Linked DNA regions of Salmo salar: region 1 is linked to region 2. Evidence: chromatin contacts called from public Hi-C data. All regions are on one chromosome and are shown on one strand. The core of a region is the stretch at or near the end of the contact, and the rest is flanking DNA. Distances in the headings are between cores, read along the strand shown. Region 1 holds the start of LOC106613594 (lipoamide acyltransferase component of branched-chain alpha-keto acid dehydrogenase complex, mitochondrial). Region 2 holds the start of LOC106613589 (zinc transporter 7).

Region 1 (6,121 bases), core at 298-2,797, 140 kb after region 2:
TCATGCTGCGTCACGCGGTTGCTAAACTAATCGTCACAAAATCCCGTCTCAAAATCAGGGTATGAGTCGAGAAACCTGCATATTTCCCTCGAAAGTACGTCGTCACGATTCCCCAGCTATACGATATAACAGATAACCAATTAATTCTCGGAAAAGATTTGTAATGTTGACGAAATGTATGCTAATGTTGGGTTTTTGAGCTAGCGCCCAAATGACTCTCATTCACCCCTTGAAGGAGAGCTCTTGTCCTAGAAACGTCCAGGATGCACTGCGCGGTCCATCGACGACGCATGGTCAAAGAACACACGTTAATACGAGTTTCCCCTCCCCGTCTGATCTACTTCTTCTATTGTATAGACGACCAAAATAAAATAAACCAAACAACTTTACTATTTAAAAATAAACCGATTTGATCACTACACATGCTCAAGGGGAACCTGGGAGGGTGGGCCGTCTTCCAGCGCCAGTAAAACGTTTTTACAAGTCCCAACAACTTTTCTGCCGCAACCACAATGTCCCGTTTCTTTGAGGCTTGAGTTGTACTGTTTAGAACTGTGGCAATGAATGCCACAAACCCTGTGTGTTAAAAATGTGGGTTATCTTTTGACTCGTAGCAAACATTTACTTCAGCATGTGGTGCATCCACTACCATATCTTCACGAGCATCACTTGTTTTCTAAATTATTTTGCCACCTCAATCTCCTTCACCCTTACCAGGCACTCCAGGAAATCAGGATCATGATCCCCACAAGTACAACACTGTTTTTATTCAGTATACTCCGTCCGTCTGCCCACACTTGAAACAAATCCTTTATAGTTCTTACACAGCAGTGGTTTGGGGACTAAAGCTCTCGCAGCGTGTCTTACATAACCAAGCTTCACATGCGTAGTACAGGAGGTTAGTTGCACCTTAATTGGGGAAGACGGCTCATGGTAGCGGCATAAGTGGAACAGACTTTATTGTTTTTCTCCATTCACCCAGTGGGTCTGTTGAGGCCCACTGCAATCTTCCTTTGTTCTTCAGAAATACAATGAATGAAAATAAAACCACTCCTGGTCACTGACACTCCACTTTTCCCAGCGTGTACATCACCATTTGACACCTCAAATGCGTTTCCCACACATGCATTCTTACTCAACAAGAAGCGATTCATTATCATTCATAGACGTTTCCTCCACTCCAATTTCAGACAATTTCCTTTTTGTTCCAGTTTTCGACACTACTGTTGTCCATTCAGGACATGCATCTTCACCAACTTTGTTCAACGTGCTGCTTGTTTCGAACTCAGCATCCACTTCTACCATTTTACCTGTCTGACCTGTAACAATGTGACACCTTTCCCACCCGACGGGAAATATTATTTATTCTCAGTCAGGGGTACTTGCTCCCATCTCCTCAAAAGTATGTCTGGCTCATATAGTGGATTTATGCCGCGTTCACAACCCCGTTGAAACTAGGAAACTCGGATATTCTGACTTGCTAACTGGTTGAACATGGCACGTGTTTCCTAGTTCCGACTGGCTCATGAACGCAGTAAAATCTCTATAGTGACTGATCTCTGATTGGCCATTGAAAGGGGCGTGCGTTGGATCCGGACGAAGAGAAACAAAGATGGCGGCAGTTACCAGAGGCTCATTCACATTTATGAGACGCTTGGTAGGTTTGTTAAAGTTTTTCCAAATGTGTATACCGACGTGAAAGCTTTGCGAGATAGTTGATGATGCACAAGGATCATGCATTTAGAAATACTGCTACTGTACATCAATCTAGAGACGTTTCCCATGCAGCTGCTAGCCTGACTAGCAAACAAGCTAATTTTAGTCTATGTTACAGTGAAGTGGGATTGAAATTGACATTATTTCCTAATTGTTTTGTAGTTATGAATAATTGCTATCTGTTGGTTACTACTACCCAGATAGTCAACTGTTTATTTGACTCAAACGGTTGACGATGTGTGTGTCTGAAATAATTGAACTTGAATGCCAATACAATGTCATCCCTAACCCATTCATAGACCACTGTAACTAACGTTACCTTTAGCGCCCGACGATAGTACTGTAATATTTTGTTGAGTTTCTACGCATCGCTTGCGGTATGGTTTTGGAATCAAGGTACGTTTTTTTTCATATCAGCGACAAATACATTTCTAAAATCAAAAGGTTAAATTACGACACACTTTTTATAGGATTAGGGTTTGTGACAGGGTTCCCATACGGCCATCTCTATGTTATATTACAACGTTTGTTTACGGAAGACTAATTGGCTATTTAGCGTTCTCCGAACACCTGTGTGTAAACTTAACTGGGGAGGAAGTGTAGTTCGTCAACTGGAGGTATACACTTGCGTATGGATTTGTGCAACACTTACTGTAGCAGTTTATCTTTTATTTGAAAGATTCTTTCTCATTCATATGAAAGTCAAGGGGCATATCAGTACGTGATTATTGACGTTTCGAAAACTGTGTCGGAATTGTAGTTCACACGCAGCCAACCGTAGCCGCTTAAAAACCTATGGATTTTAAGAGCTTTCGAGAGCAATGTCATCATACCTTGGTAAAAAATGGGGCCATACTTGCAAACATTTTAAAGTTAAAGGGGTTTCACTAGTGATGATCTTTTTGGTGAACGTCGGAATCACATTGGTGATAACATTTTGAGGTCGGTCCGATTGAATAAAAAAAATACGATTATTAAATGTTATTTTTTAATTAAATGGACTATGCATTATGCGGGTTGAATGCTGTAACAATAAATGATTAAAAGTCACATGATGGTAGTGACTGCCCATCAGTTATTCAAATTAATAAAATATTTCAGTTGTGTATATTACATTTGTTTTATATGATGACTTTATTATTTAATTCCAAGTCATTTCATCTCTATAGAGCTGTTGTCTGACAATCACTATTTTAGTAGTTCTTCAAAGTAAATAAGACACTGTGCAGTGCTAGACTTGGAATAAAATAGGTATCAGTACTCATTTTGGGTGCCGGTACTGTTTATTTAGGTGCAGGAACTGTACAATACTTTTGAGCTAATATTTTATAAGAGGTGCAGAAACTCCGTTCTGGTGAGCGCCTGCCCAAGTCCAGCACTGTTAAAGGTGTTGAAAAGGGACGCCTACAGCCAACAGCTTGAAAATGAAAATTATGAATGAATTTAATAAGGAGCTTTCTCTTTCTTCAGCCTAGCACACACACTTTTGCCTATTAATCATATTGCAGAGGCTATATTACATTGTGTATGCCAAAATGTAGGGCTACAAGGTTTTGTAGGCTATGCGTTATTATAATCATCCAGCTCGTCACATGCGTTTTGAATCGAGCATTAAGGACGGGCAGTGAACAGATTTTTTTTTATCCCCCGTCATTTAAAAAAGCTCGCTGCCAAGTTGGCTCGAACCCATGGTTAAAGTGCACCATCAATTGGTAGTCAACCGCTTTAGCAGTGTCTGCCACTGAGAAGCGATGATGGCCCACAGTACAAGACTGCTATTTCCATAAGGCTCTTTGCTTTTTTTTTTACGATGAACTTACATGTAAGGACCTTATTTTCCCCATTAAAAGCACATGGATGTGTGTGTGAAACTGATAATGTGGGATTTTGTCATGTATATGAAGAACTGAAAATGTTTAACAGTAGTAGCTAGTTGCCTAGTCAAGGATGCATCAGTGCAATGTTGACTCACATTTTGTTACAGACCAACGAAACAAGTTAACCTTGAATTTGTAGGTTCAAAATATCCTTCTAGTGGCCAGTGTTGACCTATTTTAAGTCGTGATGCACTGATATGACGTTTTTGGCCGATATCCGATATTTTCCTTGCTTAAAAAACGATACCGATATTTACAATTTTAGCGGCCTTTTAAGCATTCTAGTACAGTTAAATAGTTAACACACACACATGGGCGCAGCGGTCTAAGGCACTGCATCTCAGTGCAAGAGGCGTCACTACAGTCCCTGGTTTGAATCCAGGCTGTATCACATCCGGCCGTGATCGGGAGTCCCATAGGGCGGCGCACAATTGGCCCAGGGTCGTCCGGATTTGGCCAGGGTATGCCATCATTGTAAATAAGAATTTCTTAAATGACTTGCCTAGTTAAATAAAGGTTACACACACACACACACCACACTTACCAAAAACTTTTGTTGCCATTTACTTATGTCCCCATTACCAGTAAACCATAATCAAAACCAATTTCTTTTACTTACTTGCTGTGCTGTTTCATTGTTCATTAAGTTCAGTCGTGTCATTCTCAACCAGGATTTCTATGGAACGCCGTTTGGGTCTTTGCGTGTCAAAAAAGATGCACGTCAAATAACACGACATAATCTGTTTCAGTAGCTATAGTTAGCCAGCTAACTCTATAGCTAGGTGTCATCATCTAAAATAACCCTAATTTATGAGACAGTTCTTATTTGATTAATGATGGTCAGACCTATCTATGTGAAGCTAGCCACTAAGGATTAGCCACAATAGTGGACTTTGCGGTTAGCCTTCAAAATAAAGGTATGGCATAATTCTACTATTAGTATTAATTTGCATCACTGTCAATGACACTAATTTTGAAGGCAAACTGCAAATTTCACTATTTTGCCTAATCCTTATTGTGGCTAGCTTCACAACACATAACCCGGTCCGGTCGAGCCTCACTAGCCAGATAAAGCTAGCTGGCTGCTTATAACGTTAGCTTTGAGCAACAGGGTTAAGTAGCTGGCTAGCTATTTATTTTCATGAACTGAAGTTCAATTTCAATAGGCAAACAAGTGGCAACCTAGCTAATACTTACTCACAAGGATTCCTAAATCATTGCTAAGAATAATGAAAATAACTGCAGCTTCTGCTGGTTGTATTGGTGCTAGCTAGGTACCAAGCTAAAGCTAGCAACCCCAGAAGTTGCGGTTGAACAAATGATGCTTTATTACCAACGCGGTATTGTAAACACATCGTTCGTGGCCAGTGTTTGCTTGTTTGCAGACTTTTTTTTTTTTGTACAGCTTTGACAGTGCTACTGTATCTTTTTTGACACACAAAGATGCAAACGGTGTTCCATAGTATGTATGCCGTGAAGCTAATAGCAGTGACACTATTACTGTGTAACTCCGGTAAGGCAACATCTGAAAAATAGCGCATTTGGTAGTGTGTACCGGTGCTCGACCAGTCAGCGAAAGCCAACATCACCTACGACAGAACGGTTGATTGTCAAGGGCAATGAATTCCATTATCTTGGCTTTAATGGATTTCGCCTTTGAGTTGTGTCGCTGAAGTTCTTACTCTTTCAAATCACTACTCGACTTGTTGACTGCTCGATTCACACAGCAGACATTGTGTGGCTAGGTTAGGAATGCTGTGTTGCACGTGTAGCGCAACATTTTACGTGGCGTTATTACGTCATGTACCTACGTTATATAGGTATGCACGGTAGCTTTGACATCGGTTTTTAACATCGCCGTTAAATTAGACACCGGCCGATACCAATGTTGGCATTTTACGCAAATATCAGCAGATTCCGTTATGTTCACCAATTTATTATTATATTTTTCTTATATTTTTTTTACTGTTTCGTGGATCCCTAATTTTAAGAAATGCTATTGATTGGTGGATATAAAGTCTAAAATCTTTCATAGGCTGAAGAAGTTATAATCGGTACGACCTGTTGAGGTTAGCATAGGGCTAACGTGTGCCATGTTATCTGATGGGACCAGCTACAATTGAGTAAATTTACACTTTTCAATGGCTGATACTCATTTTGTGCGTTCCACACAGACCTATTCCCACCCCCCTGTCACACACAGCGCATTTGTTGTTGCTTGACCACGAGACACTTTCATTCAGTCTGCATGGTTAATGCAACAATGTTGATGACAACAATGTTTCCAATTTGATCTTAATATAAATCCACAAGCGTTCTATAATTACAACGTTATTAGTTTGTGTTTCTTACATCTGCAAACAGCTACTTTGTATTTTCTTAGCAAGTTAAGCTAAATCAGGTTAGGCACTAATGCTAATCGCTAATTAGCTGGCTAGCTATATCATGGCAGTGTGGAAATGATCTCAAATGAATGCAGAAATTTATGGAAATGCAGGAAATTATTTTAGGTTGAAGTTGAATTGAAC
Region 2 (6,284 bases), core at 3,513-6,012:
CCTGACCTTGTGCGATATGATGTTGAGCATGCTTCTGTGTCAGTCAACAGCTCTTGTGGTGTTGCAGGTAAGTGTGGTGTATGTTGTGCTGTGTGTGTGTTTAGTCCATCACGTTCTCTTTCAGGGGAACAGTTCATCTCATCAGTGTGTTGTTCTTTTGTGTTCAGTAAGTGACGACGATTGCGGCGGTACACTGCTCCTTCTGCTGTGCGGACGTGATATGAACGTTCAGTGTCAGCTGGCTGGATGACGACTGCTGGTTTCCAGAGGCCATGCTCCTGGATTCTAACTGACTCTCCGCCGATCAGTGGTGGCAGTGGTCTAGCTGACCTGTCGTAGTATCGCTTTTGTTGTTGTTGTCTCTGTGCACGTTTTTCATGCATTTCCTTGTAGCTGACGACCTCAGGTTGCAGCTGCTGGTTGGTGCTGGGAAGGGTTGAGCGAAGTCTGCGGCTCATCAACAGCTGGGCTGGTGATTTGAAATTGTCAACTGGAGTGTTGCGGTATTCAAGGAGACTGAGGTAGGGGTCTCTCTTGTCTGCTTTTGCTTTGTCCATGAGTGATTTAGCAATCTGCACAGATTTTTCAGCAAGGCCATTACTTTGAGGGTAATGTGGGCTTGTGGTGACATGTGTGAACTCCCATGCTTTTGTGAAGGATTCAAACTCATTTGATTTGTAACAGGGCCCATTGTCAGATATTAAAGTCTCTACAATGCCATGCCTGGCGAAGGCTGCTTTCAGCTTGTGTATCACAGCTGCAGATGTGGTGCTGTGAAGCTTGTCGAGTTCGAAGTATCTGCTGTAGTAGTCCACTGTTACGATGTAGTCCTCGTTGTTCCAGGTGAACAGATCGGTTGCCACAACCTGCCAGGGTCGGTCTGGGATACAGTGAGGTAACATTGGCTCTTTGGTGTTTGAGGGGCGTCTTTCAAGACAGATGGTGCATCTACCAACAATGTCCTCTATTTGTTTGCACATTCCAGGCCAAAACAAAATGTCCCGTGCTCTCTGTTTGCACTTTTCCATGCCCATGTGTCCAGCATGGATCTTTGTCAAAATCTCTTCTCTGAGACTGGTAGGAATAATGATTTTCTCTCCTTTGAAAATGATTCCGTTGATCTGTGATAGTTCATCACGATGGTTCCAGAATTCTGAGACGCTCTGAGGGCATTTTCTCCTCTCCTCAGGCCATCCATCCTGTATGACTTTCCTCAGCTGTGTGAGTTGTGAGTCCTTGTCTGTTTCAGCTTGGATCTCCTTCAGTTTCGTGTCACTAACTGGTAAGTTGCTGTACACAGTGTGCACTTGCATGTCCATGCCCTCACTGAGGCTGCTGTCCTTGTAGGTAAGAAACTTCCTGGAGAGTGTGTCTGCGACAGGGATGTCTTTGCCTGGACGGTGAGTGATTGTGAAGTCGTATTTTTGTAGTTGAAGGATCATTCTCTGTAGCCTTGGCGGGGCTGCAGCTAGTGGTTTCCTCATGATTGACTCAAGGGGCTTGTGGTCGGATTCCACAATGACTTGTCGTCCATATACGTACTGATGGAAACGTTTACATCCGAACAGAATGGCATAGAGCTCCTTTTCGATTTGGGCGTAGTTGATTTCACAGTCTGTGAGAGATTTGGAAGCGTAGCCGATGGGCTTTCCTTCTTGCAGTAGCACTGCACCTAGTCCATACTTCGACGCGTCCACTTGGAGTCTGAGCTCTTTGTTTGGGTCGTAGTAGGCAAGGATTGGTCCTGGTTCTCTCGTGATCAAGTCTTTCACATTCTGGAAAGCAATGTCGTGTTGCTTGTCCCAAAGAAACTCACTGGACTGCTTTAGCAGTTGACGCAGGGGTGCATTAGCATTGGAGAGGCTGGGTGCGAACTTGGCTAAGTAGTTGACCATGCCAAGCACTGTTTCCAGCTCTGCACGGTTCTTTGGTGGCTCCATTTCTTTTATGGCTGAGATCTTCTGTGGATCTGGCTTGATTCCATTCGCTGTGAGAAGATGTCCGAAGTAGCTGACCTCTGTAGCGCTGACTGTGCTCTTCTCGGGGTTGAGCCGGACTCCTCTCTCGCGGGACCTTTGCAGCATCGCGCGGAGGTTTCGGTCGTGCTCCTCTTTGGTTCGACCATAAACAAGGATGTCGTCCACAATTGCCACAACCTGCCAGGGTCGGTCTGGGATACAGTGAGGTAACATTGGCTCTTTGGTGTTTGAGGGGCGTCTTTCAAGACAGATGGTGCATCTACCAACAATGTCCTCTATTTGTTTGCACATTCCAGGCCAAAACAAAATGTCCCGTGCTCTCTGTTTGCACTTTTCCATGCCCATGTGTCCAGCATGGATCTTTGTCAAAATCTCTTCTCTGAGACTGGTAGGAATAATGATTTTCTCTCCTTTGAAAATGATTCCGTTGATCTGTGATAGTTCATCACGATGGTTCCAGAATTCTGAGACGCTCTGAGGGCATTTTAGCCCAGAGCTGTCCTCGACCTATGAAATGTCAAAGGGTGTAGGCGGATCGCTGCCCTAAAAGAGTTCCAGACTGTAAACTTGTTATTGAAAGTTGACTTGACATGCTTTGGTATTGTATTTGTTTGAAATGTTAAGATGTAATTTCTACAGTGAAGCTGAGTTGCTGAGAATCCCTTGTTTGAAAAGTAACAGTATGTTGGATCATTGTTTCAGAGTCTATGTTGATTCAGTTGGTGTAGTATGCAATATAAATGGTTACTTACCTTGAGTTCAAACTACAGAGCATGTATCCAAAAGAAAAGCTTAGAATATGTAAAACATTTGTATTTTGTTTAAAAGAAGGGGGATGTAATATTCATATGTGAATACATGCTGTTTGTACTTACGCCATGCATCGGGTAAGTTTGTAGACTCCCAGTCCATTCGAGGTGAAGGAACTCCAGAAAAATCCATCTTTTAAGACCATTTACTCTGACACCATGTTTTGTTTTGTACGCTTTGTACAAAATAATAAAACGCAGAACCACAGGATGTTTCTTAACATAACTCTTTATTAACTAGTTACAACTCCATGTTAGCCTATCTCCAACCACGATCAACTGCCCACGACCCAACCGTCTGGGTGGTCCCAACCAATCACCGCACAGTATGACACGGCGGCAAAATGCATCCAACCATAACTCAGCATGTATTCACATATGAATATTACATTACCTTTGCTAGCGAAGGCGCAAAAAGTGAAGCTATAGTCTACATTGACTGCATACGTACCCATAGGAGAATGAGTCATTCGACCTCCACCTGGAAATCACGGAGGCTGCAAGTCCGGCTAAAAGTGCAGTGCAGTCAAAGAACATGTGAAAGGAATCTGATATCAAACCTAAACTGAGAGCATACACACACACACACACACAAAAAAAAAACTTGTTAGACTAGACAGTCACCCGCACCAGATATCCCCCAAGCTTTGCAATTGCCGGGGGTAAAAGTTGCACTATAACACACAAAAAAAACAAGTTTTGTTTTTATGAACGACTAAGTTATGGCTGATAAAACATTACTGCACATATTAGTTCTAATTAGCTAGTTACTTGTCTATGGGAACGCGTGGATTTTATGACAGTGACATTTTAACCCTAGTCCTAGCAGCTGGTTCCAGGCAACAATTTGAACACATGTTGCAGATAAGATGTCCTGGCAGAAATTCATGCATAAAATACAGCTATCAAGACGGATAGCCATTTCAAAACACATAACTAGGGAATAGCATGTGTCTAGCTAGATGTTATAATGTAGTTGGTGGTGCATTCCCACTGATAGAGGCAGTGCAAGCAACGGGCACTGTTGGTACAACGCTTGCTTAGACATACGTGGCACATCCTGAAATAAGAGTTGCGTTTGTTAGGATTTTCCCATCGAATGATACAGAACTTACCTGTTACTCCATATGCCGTACGATAATTCAACAAAAGCAAAGGACAGATTCAGACAGAGAAAGAAAAACAAGTTGCGTGATGTTTTATCAGATAGGATTGATCTGGAAAAAAAGAAATTTCACTGAGTTAGAATCGCAGCAAGCGCGAGTTATCAACCAAGCTAACGTTACCTAAGTAACGTTTGCTAGCTTGCGCTGATCAAAACAGTAGAGCCAGTTAATAAGAATGAGAAGTAGCTACATATGTCAAATGTGCAAAATTGCATAAATTTCCTGTACAAGCATGTTGTTGACAGCACACAAATATTTAATAATATACAAACCCCGCTAGGCTAGCTAAGTAAGTCGGAAGTAACTAACTTCCAGCTGTGTTGGCCAGACATTCGTGCATCTGAAGCTAACTGGCTATCTAGACAGCTAACCTAGCCTTATTTTTGACTATGGAGCTAACTAACAAATATCAACTTGGTCAGCAACCAAGGTGGATGGTCCCCTACCCCTAGCAAGCTGTTTTTGGTAGCTAACGTTAGCTAGGTAACTACAGCATAATCTTTGGCATCACATTTTCACATCTGAATTAAGCTAGCAGTGAGCATTGAACCAAAATAGCTAGCTAACAAGCTAATTAAGACCTAAATAATACAGCAAGAACACACAAATAAGACAATTTACCTGAACCATCCTGAACTCTTGGCGAGGAGGTTGAATTTGGGTGGCTTGTACTCGTCGTCTTTTATAGATAATGGTAACATTTTAGCAGTCCCACCCAGGTTGTGCCAAGCTAGCTAGCTAAATACTGCTGGTTTGAGCTAAAACCACCAACTCAGCTCTCAGCCAACAGAACCGATCAATAGAGGGCGCTTGCGCTACCAAAACATGTAATACATGTTATAGGGACTGTACTGCCTGCCTACAGTTATGGTACAAGTGGTTTTCAGACAGATTCTCAAATAAAGCCAATGAATGGTATGTTGGTGTATGGATACAGTTGGCAATCCTATATTCTGGGGTTCCCATATGGAGGTCCAAGAACCCCCAGAGTTCTCATCAATGTGCTGAGAACCCCCTATCAGATATGGAATTTGGTATTGTATTAGGATCCCAGCCGGCCTGTCTCAATCCTGTGTATTTTATCTAAGGTCATGGAAAAGATTATGTTCGAGCAGGTTGATATTAGCAGATATTTCCTTACACAACCTACTATATGAGCTCCAATCTGGCTTTAGGAAATCCCATTCCACCAATACTTGCCTACTATATCTAACTGACTACATCAGGAAGGAAGTAGATGGAGGGAACTTTTGTGGTATGGTTATGTTAGCTCTCCAAAAAGGCGTTTGATACAGTGGATCATGAGATTCTGTTTAATCAAACTAAGAGCCATGGGCTTTAGTAACTTAGCCGTAAAATGGGTTAGCTCTTATCTGCAAGGAAGAAAACAGATGGTGAATGTGGATGAGACCCTGTCTAAACCCAAAATCTTGAACTGCGGAAAATCCCAAGGGAGTGTGCTGGGTCCACTTTTCTTTTTGTTGTATATAAATGATCTGAAATCTGCCTGTACATGTGACCTTTTCCTCTATGCAGATGATTCTCCGCTGTTGGTTTCCCACAAAGACAAAAATGTGGTTGAGAAAGCCCTCAGTGCTGAACTTCGGAATGTCAGTAAATGGCTATAAGCTGTCACTTCACCTTGGAATGTCCATCTTGTTCGGCTCCAAAGTGAAACTGAGGAAATCCCCTGATGTTAAGGTGGTAGTAGATGACTTAGTAGTCACAGCAAAATACTGTTAATTATCTTGGATGTGTGCTAGATAACCATCTGACAGAAGAGAGGATGGCACAAAAAATCTCCAAAGTGAACCATCAAATTTGGTTTCTGGCAAGAACCTCCAAATATCTGGATAAGAATGCAATGGTGGCATTGGCAGGGGCTCTTGTTCAGTGCCACTTCGACTATGCGTGCTCTTCCTGGTACAATAGTGCCCCACAGATAAAGCTAAAGCGTGATTTAATCTTGACCATTCCGACTTTGAAAGCCTTAGATTGCTCAAAGTGGAACGAGAGAGTCTCTCAGATTAAATTGTGTCTTGTCCATAAGTTTGTCCACAGTATGGTCCTCAGGTACTTATGTAACTACTTTAACTTGGTGAAACTGAAAGAGTGAAACTGATATTGTCCATTTTAGATTTAATAGTGGTATGGGGAAATTCACTTTTTTTTACTCAGCTGCCATTCTTTGGAATAGTTTTCCAAATAATTTGAAACTTATACCTTCAATGGGTAGTTTCAAGTTCTCACTGAAAAAATTGCTAAACAGTAGCATGTCTCGAAAGTGAGTAGAAAGATTATAGTACGTGGCTGAGAAGGAAATGCCCGGG

What was found. A called contact is a pair of places that touch in the nucleus more often than the background predicts.
Region 1: a Hi-C map of muscle shows a contact between it and region 2, with 6 times the contacts expected there. The contact joins the promoter of LOC106613594 here to the promoter of LOC106613589 in region 2. A contact is called at or near these places in 2 of 3 Hi-C or Micro-C datasets (gill and muscle).

Annotation. Positions count from the first base shown.
Region 1 is chrssa10:15,517,909-15,524,029 of Ssal_v3.1, forward strand. LOC106613594 (lipoamide acyltransferase component of branched-chain alpha-keto acid dehydrogenase complex, mitochondrial) reads left to right here and starts at 1,548. Exons shown (of 11, transcript XM_014216018.2): 1 at 1,548-1,657. The coding sequence starts at 1,613.
Region 2 is chrssa10:15,378,714-15,384,997 of Ssal_v3.1, forward strand. It overlaps LOC106613589 (zinc transporter 7), which reads right to left and starts at 4,763. Exons shown (of 11, transcript XM_014216007.2): 1 at 4,576-4,763; 2 at 3,904-4,005; 3 at 3,240-3,353. The coding sequence starts at 4,655.